Linked DNA regions of Oryctolagus cuniculus: region 1 is linked to region 2. The links are chromatin contacts, called in public Hi-C maps. All regions are on one chromosome and are shown on one strand. The core of a region is the stretch at or near the end of the contact, and the rest is flanking DNA. Distances in the headings are between cores, read along the strand shown. Region 1 has its middle 9.6 kb from the start of FZD2. Region 2 overlaps ARHGAP27 (Rho GTPase activating protein 27).

Region 1 (4,400 bases), core at 1,661-4,160, 190 kb after region 2:
TCACAGTAGCCAGGACTGGAACCAGCACTCCCATGTAGGGATATGGGTTGTGGCCATGCTAAGCCACTATTTAACCCACTGAACCACAGTACCCACCCTCCCTGGTTATTCCTGGCAGCCTTGACGTCCTGCTCTGTCCCTAACTCCAACTCATTCAAGGCCTTCCAAAGGTAACCCCAATGATCGTCCCAGCCGCAGTTTCTACCACGCTCTGCCATTGTGGGGGATGAGATGGGTCAGCTGCCAGTGTCCATCCCCACCTCCATCCAGCACTACAGAGGTTGAAGCCAAAAGCCTCATCTCCCAGCTTCCTTTGCAGCTGGAGCTCTGCATGCAAAGTGCACCCATTTGAGATTGAGGTGTGGAAGGTGGAGAGGAAGACAAGGCCGTATTCCTGCTGCTCTGGCTGCTTCCGCTTGCAGGCAAGGCTGGCCAAGGGGGGTTGTCCTGGGGCAGTGCCAGGGGTTCAGCCTCAGGCAGCAGTAGCAGCCGGAGCACAGTTCCCTTGGGGCAGTTGTGGGCCTGCGACCTTGACTAAGGGCCAGCGGCCGGCTCTGGTCTCTTCCTGTGTATGGCCGAAGCGGCGGCCCCGACTGGAGGATCATTTCTGTGACTGTATTAACTGGCACATCTGTTCCTCCGGGGCCAGCACTGTGGCGCAGCGGGTTAAGCCACCGCTTATGACAAATGCATCCCATATGGGAGTGCCAGTTCGAGTCCTCGCTACTCTGCTTTGTATTATTCATGTACGTATGAATAGTGTATGATTCTATAACATATATGGTTATCCATATAGAGACAGAGACACACACAGAGAGATTTCTCTTCTTATAAGGCCATCAATCCTATTGGATTAGGACCCTACCATAATGATCTTATTTTCTTTAAAAAAGATTTATTTATTTAATTATTTGAAAATCAAGTTACAGAGAGAGAGAGAGAGAGAGAGAGAGAGAGGTCCTCCATCCATTGGTTCACTCCCCAAATGGTCACAATGACCAGAGCTGGGCCGGCCCAAAGCCAGGAGCCAGGAGTTTCTTCCAGGTCTCTGACATGAGTATAGGGGCCCAAGTTCATTAGCAGGGAACTGGATCTGAAGTAGAGCAGCGAGGGACTGGAACTGGCACCCTGGCATGGGATGCCAGCATGGCGAACAGTGGCTTACAACATCGACCCTACAACATCGACACCTCTCTGGCCCTCTCGGCTGGAGTTTAGCAGTTGACATACCTTACTTGCATACACAATGTCTCTCCAACCCCGCCACCCCCCCCCCCCAAAAAAAAAGATCACCTCTGGAGGGCAGAGGCAGTGCCTTGGTATTTGGGCCACCCTTGGTGCTTGGCATATGATAGATACTCAGCTGAGCCAGTGAATCAGTGCTCCCTGTGTTAAGGAAGCCAAAGTGTGACAACTGCTCCCATGGGGTGGTTGGCCCTGCTCAGCCGGCGCCGCCCCCTGTCCTGGAGCCCACCCTCTGGGAGTGGAAGAAGCTAAGCCCCGGGGAAGGAGAAATGAGCAATCAGGTTTCTAAGGTCCAGGTCTCCAACCTCCAGTTTTGACAAGATTATCTAGCTGCTTGAAACCACATTTAACGTGCTATTGCTTTACATACTTTATGTATGTGAAAGACAGAGCTCTCTCGTCTGCAGGTTCACTCCCCAAACGCCTACGGCAGTAGAGACTGGAGCAGGCTGAAGCTCCCCTGTGTGGCATGGCAGGAACCCAGTGCCTTGAGTCATCACCCGGGTCTAGAGTAGCGGAAGCTGGAATCAGGAGCAGCTCGGGAAGACAACCCAGGCCCTGGGCTAGAGGAGGTGGAAACACAGCCCAGGCCCTGGGCTAGAGGAGGTGGGAACACAGCCCAGGCCCTTGACTAGAGGAGGTGGCGTCTTAACTGCCAGGCCACAGTCTGCCCTGAAGCCACACGCAATCCCAAGGATGTTCCGGCCTCCCATCTCAGAAGAAGGAACGTGAAGAACAAACTTAACTCCATGCTGAGGAGCCACGTTGTAGATTTGCGACACTAAGTGCTTGGGTCCAGGTCTCGGTTCTCATTTGCTCTGTGGCCTTCAGTGGGTCATTCTGCTTCTCGGAGTCTCAGTCGCTCCATCTGCAGAATGGGCATAATGAATCTGTCCCGCCCCTCTGAAGTGAGGATTCAGTGAGAAGCACGGATCCCTGGGCACCACTGCTTTGCGAGAGGAAGCTTAAGGTGGTGCACACTGCTGTGTAACCCGGCAGCAGCCCCTCAGTCAGAGGCCATGGGGGCCGAGGCAGACCTGGCCCCGGGTGTGTGTGTGTGTGTGTGTGTGCACACGCAGGGGCAGAGCCCTGGGCTCGGACTGGATGGGACCGGGACTCAGAGGACTTAACTTTGTTTCCTCTCTGCATTCCTTTGCACAGCTCAGGTTCTTCTCCAAGAAGGGAATGTGAATCTTCTGGAAGGCTCCACTCCGGAGGCCCAGCACAAGCCACAAGCCTGTCCCGTTTGTCCTCGCCGCCGCCGCTCCCCCCCCCCCCATCGGGGCGGGGCAGTGGGAGGAAGACGTTTTCCAGGGAGTCCTGGCAGGTGTGGGACTCCTGGAGCCCCCGCGGGTTTCAGGTTGCTTTCCCTCTCAGCTGGGTCCCTCGGATTAACCCTTGAGGACCCCTGGGGCCTAGGGCAGCAGTACTGAGGGGCAAATGCGCTGACTCAAGGCTCGGGTCAGAATCTGCGGTTCCAGCGGGAGAACGCTCTTGGCCCCCTTCTTGCTGGGGCTGCCTTCCTCTTCAGACATCGCCCCAAACGTCTCTGAGCACCCCAAAAGGACAGACACAGACTGTTCCGCAGGCAAAGAAAGGCAGGACGGCCTCAGTGGGGGTGGGAGGGGCTTGACTGTCCAAGCAGCTTCTGGGGGGTCCCAGCTTATGGCTGGGGGTCCGAGCAGGAGGAGCAAACCCCCTCCCCTCCTCTCCCTGCAGCTGCGCCCCCAGGTTCCCCCTCCCCGCCGCAGCCCTTCCCTAGCGAGAGCCTGCTGCGCCTGGAATGAGAGGAATCTGAACTACAAACAGACCTCCCAGCGGCACCCCCAACTCGTCTCCCAGCGCGCTCCTCAGCCTCGCTAGCAGCAGCCTGGCTTCCTGGAGTGGAGACTGGAGGCAGGGCTGGGGAGAAGGGGCCTTGGTGGGGGTGCCTTTTTCCTGGAGAAGGAGGGAGGAGAAAGGCGGAGGGCAGGGTAGGGCCCGTGCAAGAACCAAAATTCTGCAAGCGCAAAATCAGAACCAGGAAGAATATACTTGCCTGGGCTGCAGGCCTGGGGATGGAAGTCAAGTCCGTTCTGGAAGGATCCAAGCTGTGAGGTCCCCAGCTTGGGACAAGCAACCCCTGCCTCCCACGCCCACAGCCTAGGAGAGAAGGAACCTGTCCCCCGTACCAGCCCTCCCCCCACCTCTCGGCCCATCTCTTCCTGTGTGTAACACAGGGCCGGCCTCCTCCGGAGCTGCCCTCCCAGCCGCGGGCTGGGCCACAGCAGCAGCGCTTCCAAGGAGTGCTGTGAGCCGGCATGGAGGAGCTGGGGGCTGGGGCCGGAATCAGAGAGATGGAGAGACCACAAGGCACAGAGCCAGAGGGGCCCCCTCCTGCCTGCCACGCTTGCCCTGGCCCTGGCCTCCTGCCCACTGTCCCCTGCCTCTCCCTGCCCCCACCTGGACCCAGGCTGGGGCTTTGATGTGCGTGGCGGGGGCTCCTGGTGCCCGGGGGTGCCAGCGGGGAAGGCACCGGCAGGACAGGCTGCTGGGGCTGGAAGCTGTGGCAGGCGCGGTGACCTCTTTGCGGGGGTGGCCCTCTCCAGCTTGTATAACACAGATCCTGCCAAGGGTGGTATAGAAAGGCCCAGGGCCCGCAGCGGGCTGGGGAAGGCCGCTGAAAAGGCAGCTTAAGGGCTTCCTGCTGGCTGAGATGGATTAAGGGCCCCTGGGGAGGGAGCCGGGCAGTGAGAAAGGGACTGGCCCGATGCGGAGCCCCTGGGCCAAAGGCTGGGGCTAAGAGCCCCTGGGGGAGGGGGGGCCAGCATCCTCCACCTAGTTCAGGGGCTGGGAGAATAGGGCCCAGTCTGAACGGCACTGGGGACAGGCAGGACACCATAGGGCTCTCAAAATAGAGGGGAGAAGGAAAGAGGGCCGTGGGCCCCTCGCAGGAGGAGAGAAGTAGCTGTCCTACCCATGTCTGTCTGCTGCCCCCCAGAGTGGGGGCTTCCGTCCTGGTCCTGGAGGTTCCCTGGATGGGAGGGGAGGGGACAAGGTGTGCTAAGCCCCAGCCAGCCTGAAGCTGTGCCAGCGCAGGGCTGGTTTCACTCGGGCCCTAGTCTGTGAGATGCAGTCTCCGAGGCCACCCGGTGGAGTGGGCTAAGCACTGAGGT
Region 2 (4,435 bases), core at 1,673-4,172:
GGACACAGGCTGGGTACCCTGGTGGCCTCCGGCTGAGCTGGACAGAGACCCCCGCAGGTCTCGCCTCGCCCGGCCAGTGGCTCTGGGAATCCCCTTAAGGCCAGAGCCCTTCCTCGGTTTCCAAGCAGAACCTCCAGACTTTAACGAGAGTCCCCTTATCTCTGGGGTCCCCAAGCCGGCAGCCCCATCTCCCCGGACACCAAGCAAAGGCCACTGCACCCTCGTTCCTCGGCCTGGCCCCGGCTCTGAACCTCTCCGACACTGGCATGGAGCCCTGAGCACATCCCAGGTCCTCTGCCTCCCCCGGTCAAGGCCATGGGCTTTCCTGCACTCCGGGGGCTGGCACTGACCACCACCGGGCTGGCATTGTGCACCGAGGCCCATCCCCCTCTGACGACTGACACTAGCAGGGCAGGTGGGCGGGGCCCAGGCCCACCCCAGGAGGTGTAGGGCTGGAGAGCGGGCCCCAGGGGATGGCTGGTGGCCTCCTGACCCACAGGGCAGCAAGGGGTGGCCAGGAATGTGGGGTGGACATGGCGGGGGGGGGGGGCTCAGGCCCCTGCTCCCTCACAGGCCAGGTCGCATGCTGGGCAGCAGGGCTCCCGGGTCAGCCTCGGTCGGCAGGTGACTCACGGAGAGGAGAGGTCAGGCCAGGTGTGAAGAAACCAGCCGAGCCACTCCGGGTGCTGCCCTGGCTGGGGGTTGGGGGCCGGGCTGTTGGGCAGAGGAGTAGGGTAAGGGGAGTCCTGGGGTTCTCGCTCCCTGCTCTTACCAGCCTTCTTTCCAGAGACCCCCTGGCTGGCTCAGAAAGGGCACAGGTGGGGCTGGGAGCCTGGCCCAGGAAGCGGGTGCCAGGCCTGACGTCCAGGGAGCAGGGGTCCCCAGGGCGTTTCGGGCAGCGACAGGGAATGGAGCAGGTGGGCAGGGGAGGCAGGGGGAGAGAAGGAAACTGCTGCTGCACGGCCCAGCCCCCAACCCGCCCGGGAGCCCAACCCCAGGGCAAGGGTCACTCACGGTTCCTGGCGGAGGAGGAAGAAGCTGGGGTCTCCCCCCGCCCGGGGCTGCTCAGGTGCGGCGCCCCCCGGGCAGCACTGTGCTGTACTCCCCTCCCGGGCGCAATGCCCTGGCAGCAGCGGCGGGCACCTGTCCAGGGCTGCAGCCCGGCTGCTATGAGGCCCTGGGGCAGGGACGGTGACCACACCTGAAATCCCGTCAGGACCACAGCCTAGGGGAGGAGCCCCAGTAGCTCCTTGCGGCTTTTGCCTGAGTGGCCTCCTGGCGTGGGGGTGGGGAGTCTTCCCGGCCTTTCCCCCCACCTCCCCCCTCAGAAGCCTTGGCCTCTGCCCTCTCCTGGGCCATCTGCTATTGCCCCCCTCCCCCAGCTGCAGGCAGCAAGGTCAGGTTTGGAACAAACCTCCTCCCCCAGGGCCCATGCCTACCACAGGGCTGAGTGCACAAGGCGCTCAGAAAAGTGTGCTGTTGGGGCCCAGGGCAACAGGGTGGCCAGCACTGAAGGTGAGACTGAGCCTGGTGGCCAGGGGGTCAGGAGGTTGGAGCTGACCTGGACGTAGCCACTCCCTGGCTGTGTGACCTTCGGCCAGTCCCTCAACCTCTCTGAACCCCTGTTTGTACCCAAGAAAAATGGGGGTGGGGAGGTGGTGCTGCCCTCGCAGCAGCTGGGAGCTTGCCCGGTACCTGGACCTTTGAGTGAGAGCCCACAGAACCGTCAGCCCCATGGGGACTGCGCCTTACCACACTGTCCCCAGTGCCCAGCTCAGTGACGTGCATACACTAGGCGCTCACTCTGGACAATCTGAATGACAGGCCACAAATACCACAAAGAGTAGGGGCCCCTCTCTCCTGGGGGGTCCCTGGCTCTGAGCTGACGTCCACCAGATGGGCACCCCTCCCCCTCCCCAGTGACTCGTGTTAGCTCCTTGCCCCTCCCTCACTCCTCCCTGTCCTCAGCCTCCTCCCCTCCAGCCCCTACCCATCCACTTAAGCGGGGGCAGCCTCCATCGGGGCCTACAAGGCCTCCCTGCTGGGCCTGGCTCTGTGACATCCACATCCTCACCTGCACTCCCCTGACCCCCTACCCTCAGCCCCCTCGACTCGTGGCCTCCTGGTGTTCCTCCGCCTTTATTGACCTTGACCTCCCCCCCCCCCCATTTCTCAGCCTCAGGGCCAGTGCTGTCCTGCTTTTCCGCCATGTTCCTTGGCTGTCACTTCCTCCCGGGCGCCTCCTTTCCTCCTTTTGTCACCTCAATCCAGGGAGCCCCATCTTTCCTCCCCCCACCCCTCCCCGCTGTCTGCCTGTGAGTACAAACCAGGAAGCTGGACCTCAGCCCGACTTCCTTCCCCCCACCCCCAGCCCACCAACCCCAGAGGACTACAGAAGTCTTGGCCACTCCTGCAGCCCTGGCCCGGGGTTCTCTGCTCAATTCCACGCCCTTCTCCGCTGAGAGCCTTCCAAGAATTCAGGATAAAGTCCAAATTCCTTGCCAGGGCCCGGCTGGGCACCACCCACTCCAACTCCATGCTCTGCTGCGAGGCCCCAAAGACACACGGCTTTCCACACCTGGCCTGTGCCCTCACACCCTGAGGACAGCTCATCTGTCCCCTCTGGCCCGCTTCCTGCTCCTGAGGGCGGGTTCCAGGGCCATGGCTGTGCCTTGGTCACCTCCAGACCTGAAAGCTTACCTGGGGCTTGGCAGGTGTTCAGTCAATGCAGTCAATGCAATGACCGAGGGAGGGAGACAGGAAGCTGCTTCCCCAGGGCTGAGAGCAGGGTGGGGTCTTTCCCAGGGGAGAGCCAATTCCCCACCCAGGGAAGCTGCTGGGGACCTGGAGTCAGGGAGACCCAGAGCTGCCACCAAAGAAACTGTGACCACAAGGGGTGAGGAGTGAGGGTGGGGGTGGCATTGCTATACCAGGAGGGCACAGAGCTGCTAAGTGGGGCCAATACCCAGGGCTCCAGAGCCTGCTCTGTGCCCCACCCTCCTCACACCGCAGCCAGCAGGGAAGCTGCAGCACCTGCAGGGGGGAGGGGCATAGGTACGACCGGCAGCGACTCTGGTAGCAGCGACACGCGGGGACAGGGGGCTCCTTCCTGCCTGGACCTAGGGTGGTGGCCCTTGGGCAGACCCGCAGAGCCTTGGCTCCTGGGTAAGGGGCTGCCGCGCCTCGCCCCTCCTCTACATTCTCTGTGCGCACGCTTGCGGGGCCATCCGCGGCGGAGCTCGCCTCCGAGAAGGGCAGACACACTCCCACAGTGACCAGGACACAGAGGGTGGAGGCGTCAGGAGGTGTGCTGCTGGGGACACAGGGACCGGCCCCGTCGCGGTCCCCGCCCCCAGGTGCGGTTCTCCGCTCTGGCCACGAGGGGGCGGGCTGCCGCGCAGACGCCCGAGGGCAGCGGCGCACGCTGGGGCCGAGGGACGCAGAGGGGCCAGGGCCAGTCTCGGTGCGCCGCGGGCTCCGTGCCCAGCAGTCCACGCCTCCTCTCCTACACGCTCCCTCTACAACCCTAGTCCTTTGCTATTGTGGTCACACTTGGGGACCCAGCGGAGTCCAACTCGAGTCTCTGTGGCTTCAAACCCCAGACTCCGCACTTGAGGGAGAAGTGGGGGCGGCTGGGTTTGCGCACCCCTGGCTCAGCCCCGGCCCGTGGCTGGCATGCGTGCTTACGGGGATCACACCGGGTACAGAGAGAAATAAACGGAGGCTCCCCAGCAGCGGAGAGAGAGGCGGCGGGGCCGACGGCACAGGGCTGGCGGCCGACGCGGGCCGGGGCTGCCCCGCCGCCGGGAACTGCTCCTGAACTCCGGGGGCTCGTGCTCTCCGGAGCACCCTGGGGATGTGAAAGTGCTATTCAAACGCGCCCTGCATTCCAGCCCCCAAGTCAACACAACCGCATTCGGAAGAGAAAGGAGAAGAAAGTCCTCGTCTCGCTGGGCTTCTTTCTGAGGCCAACTCATCTCGAGTTGACGGAAGAAGGAACCGAAATGCTGGGAGCAGACAAAAAGGGAGGCGACGCGCGACCTCCACGTCCTACAGCTCCGCGGGCCCCAGCTCCCGGGAGGAGCGCAGGCCGCGTCCTCCGGGGTTTCAGGGCTTCTGGAGGGTCACGCGGGGTCACACCTGCCGCAGGTTACAGAACGTTACGGGGGCGGCACCCTGCCAACAAGCTCATTAGCATTTCTGCGGCAGAACGAGGGCATCCCCGCCAAGCGAGCTAAATCAAGGTCATTCACCGGTTCTAGCTTGCCACCTCCTGAGCTACGGGAGCCTCTGGAAAGTGAGCTGGGCCAGGGCCAGCGGACCCCCCCCCCCCAACACACACCTCGCGTGCCCGCCTCCCGCTCCGGGCAGCCTACCTGCGTCGGGCTCTCCGCCCGCGGTGCGCCGCGCAAGTCCGGGATGGCCTCGTAGATGT

Evidence for each region. Hi-C and Micro-C count contacts between places; a contact is called where the count stands out from the background.
Region 1: a Hi-C map of embryonic fibroblasts shows a contact between it and region 2, with 2.2 times the contacts expected there. The contact joins two enhancer-like sites. A contact is called at or near these places in 5 of 6 Hi-C or Micro-C datasets (ear pinna, embryonic fibroblasts, psoas muscle and 2 more).

Annotation. Positions count from the first base shown.
Region 1 is chr17:18,783,386-18,787,785 of mOryCun1.1, forward strand. No RefSeq gene overlaps it. Among named protein-coding and RNA genes, the nearest start is that of FZD2, 9.6 kb to the left of the region's middle. Within about 2 kb of position 2,911, at least 2 of the 8 cell types and tissues checked have an H3K27ac peak or open chromatin away from gene starts, as enhancers often do.
Region 2 is chr17:18,590,834-18,595,268 of mOryCun1.1, forward strand. ARHGAP27 (Rho GTPase activating protein 27) reads right to left here. Exons shown (of 17, transcript XM_070060594.1): 2 at 4,377-4,435. Among named protein-coding and RNA genes, the nearest start is that of ARHGAP27, 6.3 kb to the right of the region's middle. Within about 2 kb of position 2,923, at least 2 of the 8 cell types and tissues checked have an H3K27ac peak or open chromatin away from gene starts, as enhancers often do.